Linked DNA regions of Zea mays: region 1 is linked to region 2. A link is a contact called in public Hi-C data. All regions are on one chromosome and are shown on one strand. Each heading gives the region's core, a stretch centred on a gene start, on an enhancer-like site or on the middle of the called end of the contact. The rest is flanking DNA. Distances are from core to core; before and after follow the strand shown. Region 1 holds the start of LOC100281536 (CSLF3 - cellulose synthase-like family F). Region 2 holds the start of LOC103633281 (putative mixed-linked glucan synthase 1).

What was found. Hi-C and Micro-C count contacts between places; a contact is called where the count stands out from the background.
Region 1: a contact with region 2 is called in a Hi-C map of leaf, with 6 times the contacts expected there. The contact joins the promoter of LOC100281536 here to the promoter of LOC103633281 in region 2. A contact is called at or near these places in 14 of 25 Hi-C or Micro-C datasets (bundle sheath, ear, endosperm and 5 more) and 1 of 3 datasets of contacts at active chromatin or transcription factors (leaf).

What each region holds. Positions count from the first base shown.
Region 1 is chr7:165,344,170-165,350,547 of Zm-B73-REFERENCE-NAM-5.0, reverse strand. It overlaps LOC100281536 (CSLF3 - cellulose synthase-like family F), which reads left to right and starts at 2,116. Exons shown (of 3, transcript NM_001154454.2): 1 at 2,116-2,466; 2 at 2,826-3,570; 3 at 3,730-5,377. The coding sequence starts at 2,219. The coding sequence ends at 5,310.
Region 2 is chr7:165,193,619-165,200,003 of Zm-B73-REFERENCE-NAM-5.0, reverse strand. LOC103633281 (putative mixed-linked glucan synthase 1) reads left to right here and starts at 2,970. Exons shown (of 3, transcript XM_008654984.4): 1 at 2,970-3,377; 2 at 3,640-4,411; 3 at 5,696-6,385. The coding sequence starts at 3,112.

The sequences.
Region 1 (6,378 bases), core at 867-3,366, 150 kb before region 2:
GTTGCAAATGCTGAGATTTAACCACTCTCTTAAAGCTAGTCTAAACTCTCGATAGCTCCTTTCTTTCTTGTTTTCTTTGATCCCGCTTGTATTTTTTTCATCTCAAAAAGTTTCAATAAAATTGCTGTAGGGTTTCCCCTACAGCTTTTTTCCCTAAAAAACAAACATATAAAATAACCTTTTTCCCTAAAAAACAAACAGATAAATTATTAAATTTGCAGCTACGGAAGGTTCAAAAAGGAAGAGCTACCTGTAAAAGATGCCGGTGGGACTCCGTTTTACTACATATACTCTGCAGCAGAGGTGCATCACAGCAGCAGGACTGTTCACTAACTTGTGTGCCTGAAGCCCTGAACATATCACTGGAGACACCTTTACAGCTGAAGAGCAACTGAAAGATCTCAACATGTAAGGAAAGCTGGTACCGGGGAAGCACTAATGGAGAAGAATATTTTAATGGCGACATAGCACAGATGTAAAGCCTGAATGTTCGTTTATGGTCTCGAACTATGCTCATTTGCAAAAGCTGTAGGCTGTCCAGACTTACTTTACCGAGAGAACTTAACATCAGATGTCTGAACTCTCTCATCCTAAAGTAACTAGGTAAATGTATTAGTTTCCCGTTAGCTAAGAAAGTTTGTCAGAAAGGAAAAGCACGTACAGTGATACTATGATACACTATACTAGTAACTAGGTAAAAGTATATACAGTAGACGAGGTCACAAAGCACAATACGAGAAAGAAAATTGGTTTTGCGGTCGCAAATAATTGCAGTTGAATTGTTGAAATATCAGTTATGTAGAGAGAGAGAGAGAGACACGGAACATTTCCTTCTTCCATAACTGAACCCAGGCTCTAATTTTATTCAGTCACTGGATTCTTGTACCCCTAAATGATGAGCAGCTCATATAAATCTTAATCTATGACTCTTTTACGCATGAAAAATGCATAGATTCTCCTCGTTTTTTTATTAGCACGTGAATTTCTGCAATCAATTGGACAAAATTCTAAATCCACCCCCTTGTATCGGTCAATATGCACCCGAAATCACAGCAGAACACCGGGACTTGATGTGTTAGCAGCCTATCATCAGATCTGATCTAAATCGCTGCAAGAGAGGCTCATTTTTTCTTGACATATTAAAAAAAATGTACCCATCAGGTTCTCGCACAGGGTGGGAAACAGAACAACGGCAGACAGGAACACGCAGAACGATCATGATGGGTATAAACTATTCCAGCCATCCAGACCAAGCGTCTACTTGCACTGAAGCTAAATGGCCTTTAGATCTGAAAGGAGAAGCGAACAAACAACCGCGCCAAGAATATGGTATTCTTGCTCTCCCGTTCCGTGTCCCTGGCAGTGACTGACAAGATCTAGTTTCCCATGCGCTGCTGATGCTAGGGCTGCGTGCCCGAGGTAGATCCGATCGTTGCAGCTGCGCGACCCAGTTGCGTGATTGGTCCAGATTAAAAAATAAAACATAAGGAGAGACAAATTGATCTGGTTTCGTGTCCAATCTTCTAATCCTCCTTCGCCGATGCTGGGGCAGCGCTGGAAGCTCACTTTCACAGCGCACAGCCAGGCACCCAGCCAACTGCCAAGTAGAACTTATTACAGAACCAGCCAACTAACTTTAGTCACAACTCCGACATACAGAAACAGACGGTGATGGGTAACCAATATTTGCCTGGCCTGGCCTGACACAGGTGCAAATGGCTAACAGTGCTAGCTCCAGCCTCGCTCGCTCTACTTGCCGTACGTAGTGCACCGCACCACCGCCACGACGTGCGTTCCCGTGAATTCCGTCCGTTGCGTTGCGGTCAGCTAGCCCGCAGCAGCACATGGACGGGGCTCTGTGTTCACCCGTTCACTGCTCACGGTCCACGTTTTCTGCATGAGCTTGAATAGCTTGTAGTTTAGTCTGTACACACTAGGCACCGCCAGATCCATTGACTGTACAATATGACATGTCTGAATTGCTGCACTTCTAGGCAGAGTTGCGAACATCCGGTCCTCTGCCAGGCACCTCGCACCCATGTACGTGCTTCGGCCTGCCCGTCCTGCTCCTGCCTCCTCCTATATAAGTCGCTGCTCCAGGCTTCCACCCGTCGTGTGCCACTGCACACTGGCTAGAGTGTCAGTGCCCCCCCACCCCACCTACCTCTGGTCTTGCCAAAGGAAGGAAAAGGTAGTAGCTAGCTAGGACCTGCAAGGCATGGCTTCGCCGGCACCGGCGGGCGATGCCGTGTATGCGGCCAATGGCGGCCTCACTGACCCGCTTCTAGTGAGCGCGAACGGCCATGGTGCCGCCGCGAGGAAGGCTGGCCACGGCGCCAGGGGCAGGTACTGGGTGGCCTCCGACAAGGCCGAGAGGCGCGCTGCCAAGGAGTCCGGCGGTGAGGACGGCCGCGCGCTGCTGTTCCGGAAGTATAAGGTCAAAGGCGCCCTCCTGCACCCCTACAGGTAAAAAGCCAGCTCAGCGGCTAGACTGAATGTGCAACGCACCAACAGGAATATAATCACTGTTTGTTTACAGTTCACCATGTAAACAGGCTGTACATTTTTTTTTTTGCTTTGGAAACGCGCGTTTCCTAGTAGTAGTTGCTTGTTAGACTTCGCCTGCATAACCGTTGACCTGAGCCTCCACCGATGAGATGGCTCACCGTCTTCCATTTTCCAAGCACTGGATTGCCAAAGAAATGAAAAGATCTTGCACAAAGATTGCTTGATATTTCCTATTTTTGGTCACATACTCACTCGCACGAGAGCACAGCTCGCGTTTCTTTGGCTCGAGACCTGACAGCATGTGTTTCATGTTACAGGTTGCTGATCATCATCCGATTAGTCGCTGTCCTCGCCTTCTTCGCGTGGCGCATCAGGCACAACAAATCCGACATCATGTGGTTCTGGACAATGTCCATCGTCGGCGACGTCTGGTTCGGCTTCTCGTGGCTCCTCAACCAGCTCCCAAAGTTCAACCCTGTGAAGACCATCCCAGATCTCGCCGCCCTCCAGCGGCACTTTGGCTACCCTGACGGCGGCGCCTCTAGGCTCCCCGGTATCGATGTTTTCGTCACCACTGCCGACCCCATTGATGAGCCCATACTCTACACCATGAACTGTGTCCTCTCCATCCTGTCTGTCGATTACCCAGTCGATCGGCTAGCCTGCTATCTCTCAGATGATAGTGGGGCGCTGGTTCTCTATGAGGCACTGGCCGAGGTCGGAAAGTTTGCGCCTCTATGGGTTCCGTTCTGCCGCAAGTACTCCATTGAGCCAAGGGCACCAGAAAGCTATTTTGAGCATGTGGCACCGCCGCAGGCTGGAAGGGTGACGCAGGAGTTCTTGAATGATTATAGGAGGGTGCAGATGGAGTACGATGAGTTCAAGGCGCGCTTGGACAACCTCCCTGATGCCATACGCAAGAGATCCGATGTTTACAATAGCGTGAGAGATGCAGGAGGAGCTCAAAAGGCAACTTGGATGGCAAATGGGACGCAGTGGCCCGGCACATGGATTGATCCAGCAGAGAACCATAGGAAAGGACACCATGCTCCAATTGCCAAGGTACTAAAGTTAAGATTAGTTGTTCAAATTCAGAAAACGAGACACTCATGCAATCCACTTACTTCTTGCAGAACTTTAGTTCGGGAATATTTCATCTTTGCATAATGCCGCTTGTTACAGCGATGTCGCCACTGATGGTTTGAATCCTACTGTTAACAGGTTGTGCTGAACCATCCAAGCCGTGGACAACACCCTATTACTGAAAGCAATCCCAGCATTGCCACCACTGATGAGCGCCTCCCAATGCTTGTTTACGTCTCTCGTGAGAAGAACCCAGGTTATGACCACAACAAGAAGGCAGGTGCCCTGAATGCACAGCTGCGGGCCTCTGCTCTCCTCTCTAATGCCCAACTCATCATCAACTTCGACTGCGACCACTACATCAACAACTCTCAAGCCCTAAGCTCGGCTGTGTGCTTCATGCTGGATCAACGGGACGGTGATAACACCGCATTTGTTCAGTTCCCACAGCGCTTCGACAATGTTGACCCCACGGACCGCTATGGTAACCACAATCGTGTCTTCTTTGATGGGACCATGCTTGCCCTTAATGGTTTGCAAGGGCCCTCATACCTCGGTACTGGTTGCATGTTCCGTCGCTTAGCACTCTATGGTATTGACCCACCCCACTGTAGAGCAGAAAACATCACGGCCGAAGCTAGCAGGTTTGGCAACTCCACAATCTTCCTAGATTCAGTGTCAAAAGCCCTGAAAAATGACAGGACAATCACACCGCCACCAATTGATGACACATTCCTTGCTGAGCTAGAGAGGGTTGTGACATGTTCTTATGACAAAGGTACTGACTGGGGCAAGGGTGTAGGGTACATCTATGACATAGCCACTGAAGATATAGTAACAGGATTCCGCATCCACGGGCAGGGGTGGCGCTCTATGTATTGCACAATGGAGCACGATGCGTTCTGTGGCGTTGCACCAATCAACCTAACTGAACGCCTCCATCAAATTGTGCGCTGGTCTGGTGGGTCTTTAGAGATGTTCTTCTCCCACAACAATCCATTCATCGGTGGTCGCCGGATTCAACCCCTTCAGCGTGTCTCCTACCTCAACATGACAGTCTACCCAGTCACATCAGTCTTCATCCTAATCTATGCTCTAAGCCCGGTGATGTGGCTTATCCCCGATGAAGTATACATCCAGAGACCATTCACTAGGTATGTCGTGTACCTTCTTGTAATCATCGTGATGATTCACATGATTGGCTGGCTTGAGATAAAGTGGGCGGGGGTCACATGGCTGGACTATTGGCGCAATGAGCAGTTCTTTATGATCGGCTCAACAAGTGCATATCCAATGGCAGTGCTGCACATGGCAGTGAACCTCCTCACAAAGAAGGGCATACACTTCAGGGTCACTTCCAAGCAAACAGCCGCGGACGACAATGACAAGTTCGCCGACCTTTATGATTTTCGATGGGTGCCAATGCTCATCCCAACAATGGCAGTTCTGATCTGCAATGTTGGTGCCATTGGTGTAGCCCTGGGCAAAACTGTGGTATACATTGGAACATGGACAGCGGCGAAGAAGATGCATGCAGCACTGGGTCTGCTGTTCAACATATGGATCATGTTTCTCCTCTACCCATTTGCACTAGCGATCATGGGGCGGTGGGCGAAGAGGCCAATCATCCTTGTAGTTCTGCTGCCGGTTGTCTTTGCACTTGTCGCGCTGTTGTATGTAGGTATCCATATCCTACTTGCTGGTCTGATTCCATTCTAGGTAGTATAGAAAACATTGTAATTTCTTGTGTAGTTACCAAGGAACCAATTATGTTTTTTTTAGCAAATAATCATTGTATTCTTACATCGTAATAATACAGAATAATCCTAACTAAATTTAGACCATTTGGTATTTGGCCCCCATTTCAGATGTGCAACATTGACTACAGGGTAAAAGTACAGTTTCGCTATTGATGTTAGGTTTTAATTCTCTTACCAAAAATGACTTCTGATACCACTAGAAATGCATAATATCTTAATGGTTCCAATTCATCCCTACTATTGTCCATTTGTCCTAGTATTCAGATTTTAACTAAGGACTTTTATTCACAGCCTACCTAAAATAGCCCTGTATATCCCCCGTGTGCCAAGGATGCATGGCCGCCATGGCGCACAGATTTCTAAGCCCATATAACAAAGGAGAGTGTACATACGGATAAAGCACCAGATAGCACGTATCAAGAATGGCTACCTATCAAACTAGACATTGATCTCGAAATTAAAGAACAAGAAACTACTTCAAGGGGGGAGACGACTGGCTCGCACAGGCATTTGATCGGACACTTGAAGGTTACAGCACCGAACAAAGGACCTCGCTCAAACCAAACTGTCAGCACACTACTACTATCGACTCCTCAAACTACTGCAATAGCATCGGACGACAAGGAAGAAGCTGGCTCGGGGTGTGCATGTGCGCATCCTCTATCGTAATTCTAGTACTGAGTGGGCTGTGTAAGTTTGTCCGAATGAGCTGTGTAAGCTGGTAGTTGGGCTGGGCCGTAGAAGAGTATAAAGTAAACAGTGGACAAGTTGTAAGGGTATCCAAAAACCAGAATATGCAATACGAACCTGTCTTCTTCGTGCATCTACTTCTTCTCCACGTCTTCTCCCACCGAGCACCTTCTTCTCCTGATCTCCCAAGCTAGGTGCTAACATCTGGTATCAGATTCAGTCTCCTGGACCCGCTTGCTGCTATGCCGCGGTGACCCCGATCTTCCGTGATGGAGCATCAAGACGTCGCCATCCGCAAGCTGCTCGACGAAATGCGACTCATGGAGGTGCGCGGACA
Region 2 (6,385 bases), core at 1,721-4,220:
AGTTATAGAGAAAGGTGTAATAAAAGGAACCTTGATCAAGCAACAATGTTCTCATATTTGTAGAAGATAACGAAGCCCGTGCTGCCAAACATAGTTTATAGTTCACTGCAAAAAAAAACTACCACAACAGAAAGCAGGGTATCTTTGAAAATAATTATCACAGTAATTATGTACCAGGGAAAAAGAGCAGAGTTTTAATAAAAATCTAAATAATATTCAGAAAAGTGGAGGCCATCTTAGACCGAAAAAGCCTTCTATGTAATCGTCGGGTCTACTAAAAATAATGAAAAGCAAACGATTACAAAAAATCATATAATGCACAAACTTTAAATAAGAATCATAGAACGTTGAATAAGAACCATAGAACATTATGTTTTAAAAAAATATACATAACGTGTAAACATTAAAAATGGTTCACAATTAGGTGTTGCAACAAACGGGCATCGATTTTGGGGACCAGCTAGAGTTGTTTCTGTTGTACCAACAACGACAAACCATCTGTACAGGGGATGCTGAACTAAACACATATAGAAATCTTCTCTGTGTCAGGCTAAAGCTACAGCGACAGCAGCGGCAAAAATGCAATTCCCTTGGCGGCGCCGACATTCCAATGCAGCGACTACTGCACGGAGCTGCTCATGGTCTATAGCACGGCGGAAGGATACGTGATGAGATCTGGTGGCGCTGGAACAGAGGCATGACCGGCAGGAGCAAGTGCCATGCCGACGTTTAGACGGAGCGAGCAAGCATGGCCCGACAACCTGCTGATGGCGGTGCAGGGGATGAAGGGGATGGTGGCAGGAGCAGGTGTGGGAACGGAGGCATGAATAGTAGGAGTAAGTGGCACACATACATCCAAATGGAGCGTGCGAGCACAACCCGGCAACCTGCTAAGAAAATGGTAGTGTAGGGGACAGAGGGATGGACGGTGAAAGCAGGTGGCACGCCGACGACTGGACGGAGCGAGTGAGGAAGGGGAAATGGCAATGCATGGCACGAATGAGAGAGGGAGATAGAGAGAGAAAGAATGAGTGCTACCTTTTAGAAGGAAGAAGTCAGAATAGAAAACGCTCGATCCGTAGCTGGGAGCAATGGCCAGAAGCTTCCGGAGGCTTCGGGGATTGTATGACTGGTGCAATAGCTAGACGGTAGGATCTCATCATGGAGAAACAATCCGACGGCTTCCAAAATTTAGACGACGTGACCACCTTGGTTTGGGAGGATCGGGTCCTGGTTTAATATATAGAAATGGAAATATCTTTATTTACGCATGACTAAATAACTATATTTAAAAAACTTATCATTTGTGTATTGTTAAAGGATAGTAAAAATCCTTCACCATACCTCTTCTCCCTCCAAACCTTTAACAATAAAAACATGTTTTCCTACTGTTGTTCTATTAGGATTTCGACATGCCTCCAACAAGCAGCATTAGTAATTGTTGTCAGTTTCGATCATTAGATTGTAAAGTGCTCTTATGGTCATCACCGTAGGAGTTTTGCAAAGACCAACTCTAGTGGAATAGTAGCTTATTGGAGTAGTTTCATATGGTGGAAAGTATATTTACACTGACGGTTTGCTTAATCAAACCGACAGTGGAAAGTGTATTTGTATTTTCACTGGCGGTTTGCTTAATAAAACCGCCAGTACAAAATGTATTTTCACTGACATTTTGCTTAATAAAACTGCCAGTGAAAATATTATTTCCACGGTTTGCTTAATAAATCGTCAGTCAAAAATTGCTTAATAAAACCGCCAGTGACAATATAATTTCCACTAGCGGTTGCTAAACTACCGTGAGTGAAAATACCGATTTCCACTGGCCCTTAGCACCAACGGCACTGAAAAACACCATTGCAAATATCTCTAGGATCGTCATTATGGAGCTTCTCGTGTTACATCTAACCTAAATTTTCAGCGAACACGATTGGCCAAACTTCGCAAGATTCCAGTAGTGTTTTTTTCCTCGCGGTGATAGCAATCTGCACCTTATTTTTCAAACGGGAAGTACAGCGATTTTGTAGCCCACGGGAGGGCCTAACTGTACTGTATTTGATTTTTTTTTGTTCGTCATTGTTCGCAAAGACTTCACACAAAATATCAGTGGGCGAGGTAAAGCTGGTGTGCTAGCTATATGGAGACTGTAAGCGCTGGTGGGCCTTCGGTTTCACCTTTGCTGTCGCGAGTCGCGACAGGAGAGTTGGCAGTCGGCCAATCCTGATACAACGCACGGCGCTTCCGAAACTGATTCGGCACTTGTTCGCCTGACGTCGAAGTTCAGTCAGGAACAGCAGCTGCAGGGCTGGGCAGCACAACAGCATCCACAGATCAGACTGAGCACAGTAACGTCCACGAACTTGCTGATCCCTTCCCCCTGCGCAAGTGACAATCTCGTTCTCACCTGGAGCTGGAGGCATGTCGAACAACATGGTCTCTTGCATTGGGTAGCGTGCACGTTTTTGTAAAAGATGTCATATTCCATTTAAAAAATTGAGACACGCGACCCAAGAAGCATTTCTTTAATCGAGACGGTACGGTGACTTTTGGTTGGCCCGCTGAATTTGATCGGTCAGAACCTGTGGCTCTCTGCTGGAGTGCACTACTAGCTTGATCCGAAGAACGGAAAAGTACACGGCAATGGCGGCTTCTCTTCTGCTGTATTTTGACCGTGCTGATTGCTGAAGAAAGAAAGAAAGAAAAGCTCAGCTGGTACTCTGTAGTCTGTACTCCTCCCGATATGATGCTCGGTTACAAAGTACATCAAACACAGAGAAGACCCCTTCGGTCGAAGGAGAAAAATCAGAGGCGTTGGTCAGCAACAATATAACTATTTTTCCGATGATTATAGATCGCAGTAGATTTACTATAAGGTGTCGATCTCCCAGCGACAGACCTCCGCTTTACTTGCCAAGTTAGTCGCTTTCTTTAGAATTTAGATCACAAACTCAACATGCCCCGAATAACGGACCAGACTCTTCTTCAGTCGTCGCCTCAGCTCCTCTCCGTCTTCCAACTTTTCTGCTTTACCGCCCTATATAACCCTCGGTCGGCAGGCCGCATGCACCAACCAACACAACACGAACTAGAACTAGGCGTGGCTCACCGTTCGAGATGGCCGCGGCAGTGACTCGCCGGGTCGGTCTCCACGTCGAGGCGACCAATGGCGGCGCCGACGACGAGAGCAGGCGCAATAGCTCGGCAGCTGACCACTCGCCAGTGGCCAAGCGGATCAACGACGCCGCCGCCAACGCCAAGCGCAACGACGTCTGGGTGGCCGCCCAGGAGGGAGAAATGCCTGCAGCTGCAGGCAACTCCAGCCAGCCGCCCCTGCTGTTCCGGACCATGAAGGTCAAGGGCAGCATCCTGCACCCTTACAGGTTATTCTGGCCGTCCAGTGCAAGACTGTCCTCTCCTTCTCCTTCCTAGCCTAGGTGCCAGTGTATGGTTTGCATCAATATAATGAACAATGCATGCTAACTGGACAGAAAGCTTGGCACTACTCATCAGTCAGACGGTCATCACATTGCTATTATATACTATAAAAACTGACTGCAACTGAAGCTGTCTCTGACTTCAGAAAAATGGCCCACGGCGGCAAGTTTCAGAAAGTTTGAAATGAGTTGACCCGTTTTCTGCCAGGTTTGTTATTCTTCTGCGGCTGGTCGCCATCGTCGCATTCTTCATATGGCGCATCCGGAACCGGAACCGCGACGGCGTGTGGCTCTGGGCCATGTCCATGGTCGGCGACGTCTGGTTCGGCTTCTCGTGGGTCCTCAACCAGCTCCCGAAGCTGAACCCCATCAAGCGTGTCCCGGACCTCGCCGCCATCAGAGACCAGTACGAGCAGCCTTCCGCCTCCGGCGGCGAGTCCAACAACAAGCTGCCCGGCATCGACGTCTTCGTCACCACCGTCGACCCCGTAGACGAGCCCATACTGTACACGGTGAACTCCGTGCTCTCCATCCTCGCCACCGACTACCCGGTCGAGAAGTACGCCTGCTACCTCTCGGACGACGGCGGCACGCTGGTCCACTACGAAGCGATGCTCGAGGTTGCGAGTTTCGCCAGGCTATGGGCGCCCTTCTGCCGGAAGCATAGCGTCGAGCCGAGAGCTCCGGAGAGCTACTTTGGAGTGAAGAGGCGCCAACCGTACACGGGAAGCGTGCAGGGAGAGTTCACAAGCGATCACAGGCGCATGCGCAGGGAATACGAAGAGTTCAAGGTGAGGATCGACTCTCTTTTCAGCACCGTCTGCCAAAGATCTCAAGCGTACAACAGAAAGCATGCCAAGGACGACGAAGCTGGTATGGTGATGAAGGCGACGTGGATGGCTGACGGTACGCAGTGGCCTGGGACATGGATTGAGCAAGCTGAGAACCATAGAAAAGGACACCACGCTGGAATTGTTAAGGCAAACATTTTCATCACCTGACTTTATTTTTCTTCATTAAAATATATATTCATCAAACAAAACTGTGTGCATGTATGAGATAATAATAACTAATAACACTATAGTCCATCAACTCATGCTTTCGCACGAGTTAAAATGTTAGAACATATAGGTATTATATAACGGCAAATAATCATTTCATTTTAGATTATAAGATATTTTATCTCCTCTGTAGACTGATAGACATATTGTTTCTACCGTGCATCTAGATAGATGCAGGTCTAAGTATAGCAAAAACTATATATTTACAAAAAAACTCAAAGCGTCTTATATTTTCAAATATAGGAAGTATACCTCACTAATAAATAATTGCTTATATTAAATATGTTTATAACTTTTCTCTTTGTAAAATTTATTACAGCAAGTATTAAGATGTTGACTAATGGTTTTGTTAGGTGAACATTTTCTAAATTTCATAAGTTGCAAAATAAATGTTTATTCTAATATATGTGTGTGTTGTACTTTGTAGATATTGATATATTTTTCTATACATTGCTACTTAAGTGAGAGATTTTTTGATTATTTTTTTATAATGGCTAAGATATATATGTGTGTGTGTGTGTTGGGGGGGGGGGGGTGCGCGCGCGTGTGGGTGGGTGTGTACTATGACAATATCTTACTTATCTTTCACAATATATAGCATATATGGATATGTTAAATGCTAACATAGAATGGTGTTGTGTATTATCTTTTATAGTGGTAAAGATGAACAATTTGTAAAATCATTAGGAGGTATTTTAAAATATATTTCATAATTATATATGTGGGTAATCTAGATACAAAGATACACTGATATTTAAAATTATCATTCATAATATTAAAGTTGGTAATCTAGACGCAATATTAGGGTGCTATTATAAATTATATTTTATAAGGGCCAAGGTAGGTAATTTATATGCATATTTATGTAGTTATTTTTTAACAATAACATGTGCGGCTAGCATATGTGGGTAATTTAGATTCAAAATCAGACGTTAGTTTTTGTATTTGTTTGGTAATGATAGTGATGCTTATTTTTTTAATAATAAAATAACACCTTAAATGGCTATTATCAATTATGATGGTTAGTCTATAAAATTAAAGGCTAAATGTGTATGACTATTGTGAGAACTTATAAGATTTATCTTTTTCCAGTGCGAGAATATATATAGTAACGTGCACGTATGATAAAAATTAATGTGGTATATATATTTATTAAGTTATATAGTTAATAATAATAAGATAAGGTGCTCTTTAATTTGACAGGTCGTACTAAACCATCCCGGCCATAAACCAGAGCTCGGGTCGCCAGCAAGCATCGACAATCCATTTGACTTCAGCAACACTGACACGCGCCTCCCCATGCTCGTCTACATGTCCCGCGAGAAGCGCACCGGCTACAACCACCAGAAGAAAGCCGGCGCCATGAACGCGATGCTCCGGGTGTCCGCCTTGCTCTCCAACGCGCCGTTCCTCATCAACTTCGACTGCGACCACTACGTCAACAACTCGCAGGCTTTCCGCGCCAGCATGTGCTTCATGCTGGACCCACGCGACGGCCGGAACACGGCTTTCGTCCAGTTCCCGCAGCGCTTCGACGGCGTGGACCCGACGGACCGGTACGCGAACCACAACCGCGTCTTCTTCGACGGCACCATGCTCTCCCTCAACGGCCTGCAGGGGCCTTCCTACCTCGGCACCGGAACCATGTTCCGCCGTGCCGCGCTGTACGGCATGGAGCCACCGCGGTGGAGAACGACTGGCAGCGTCAAGGTGATAGACGACGACGACGACCACAAGGGCAAGGAGTACGGCAGATCGACATTGTTCAGAAACGCAGTACTAGACGACGCCGCGAACCAAGAACGATCTATCACGCCAGTGTTCCTCGATGACGACGAGACGACGACGATCAGCAGCGAGGTGGCGTCGCTGATGACGTGCGCTTACGAGGAC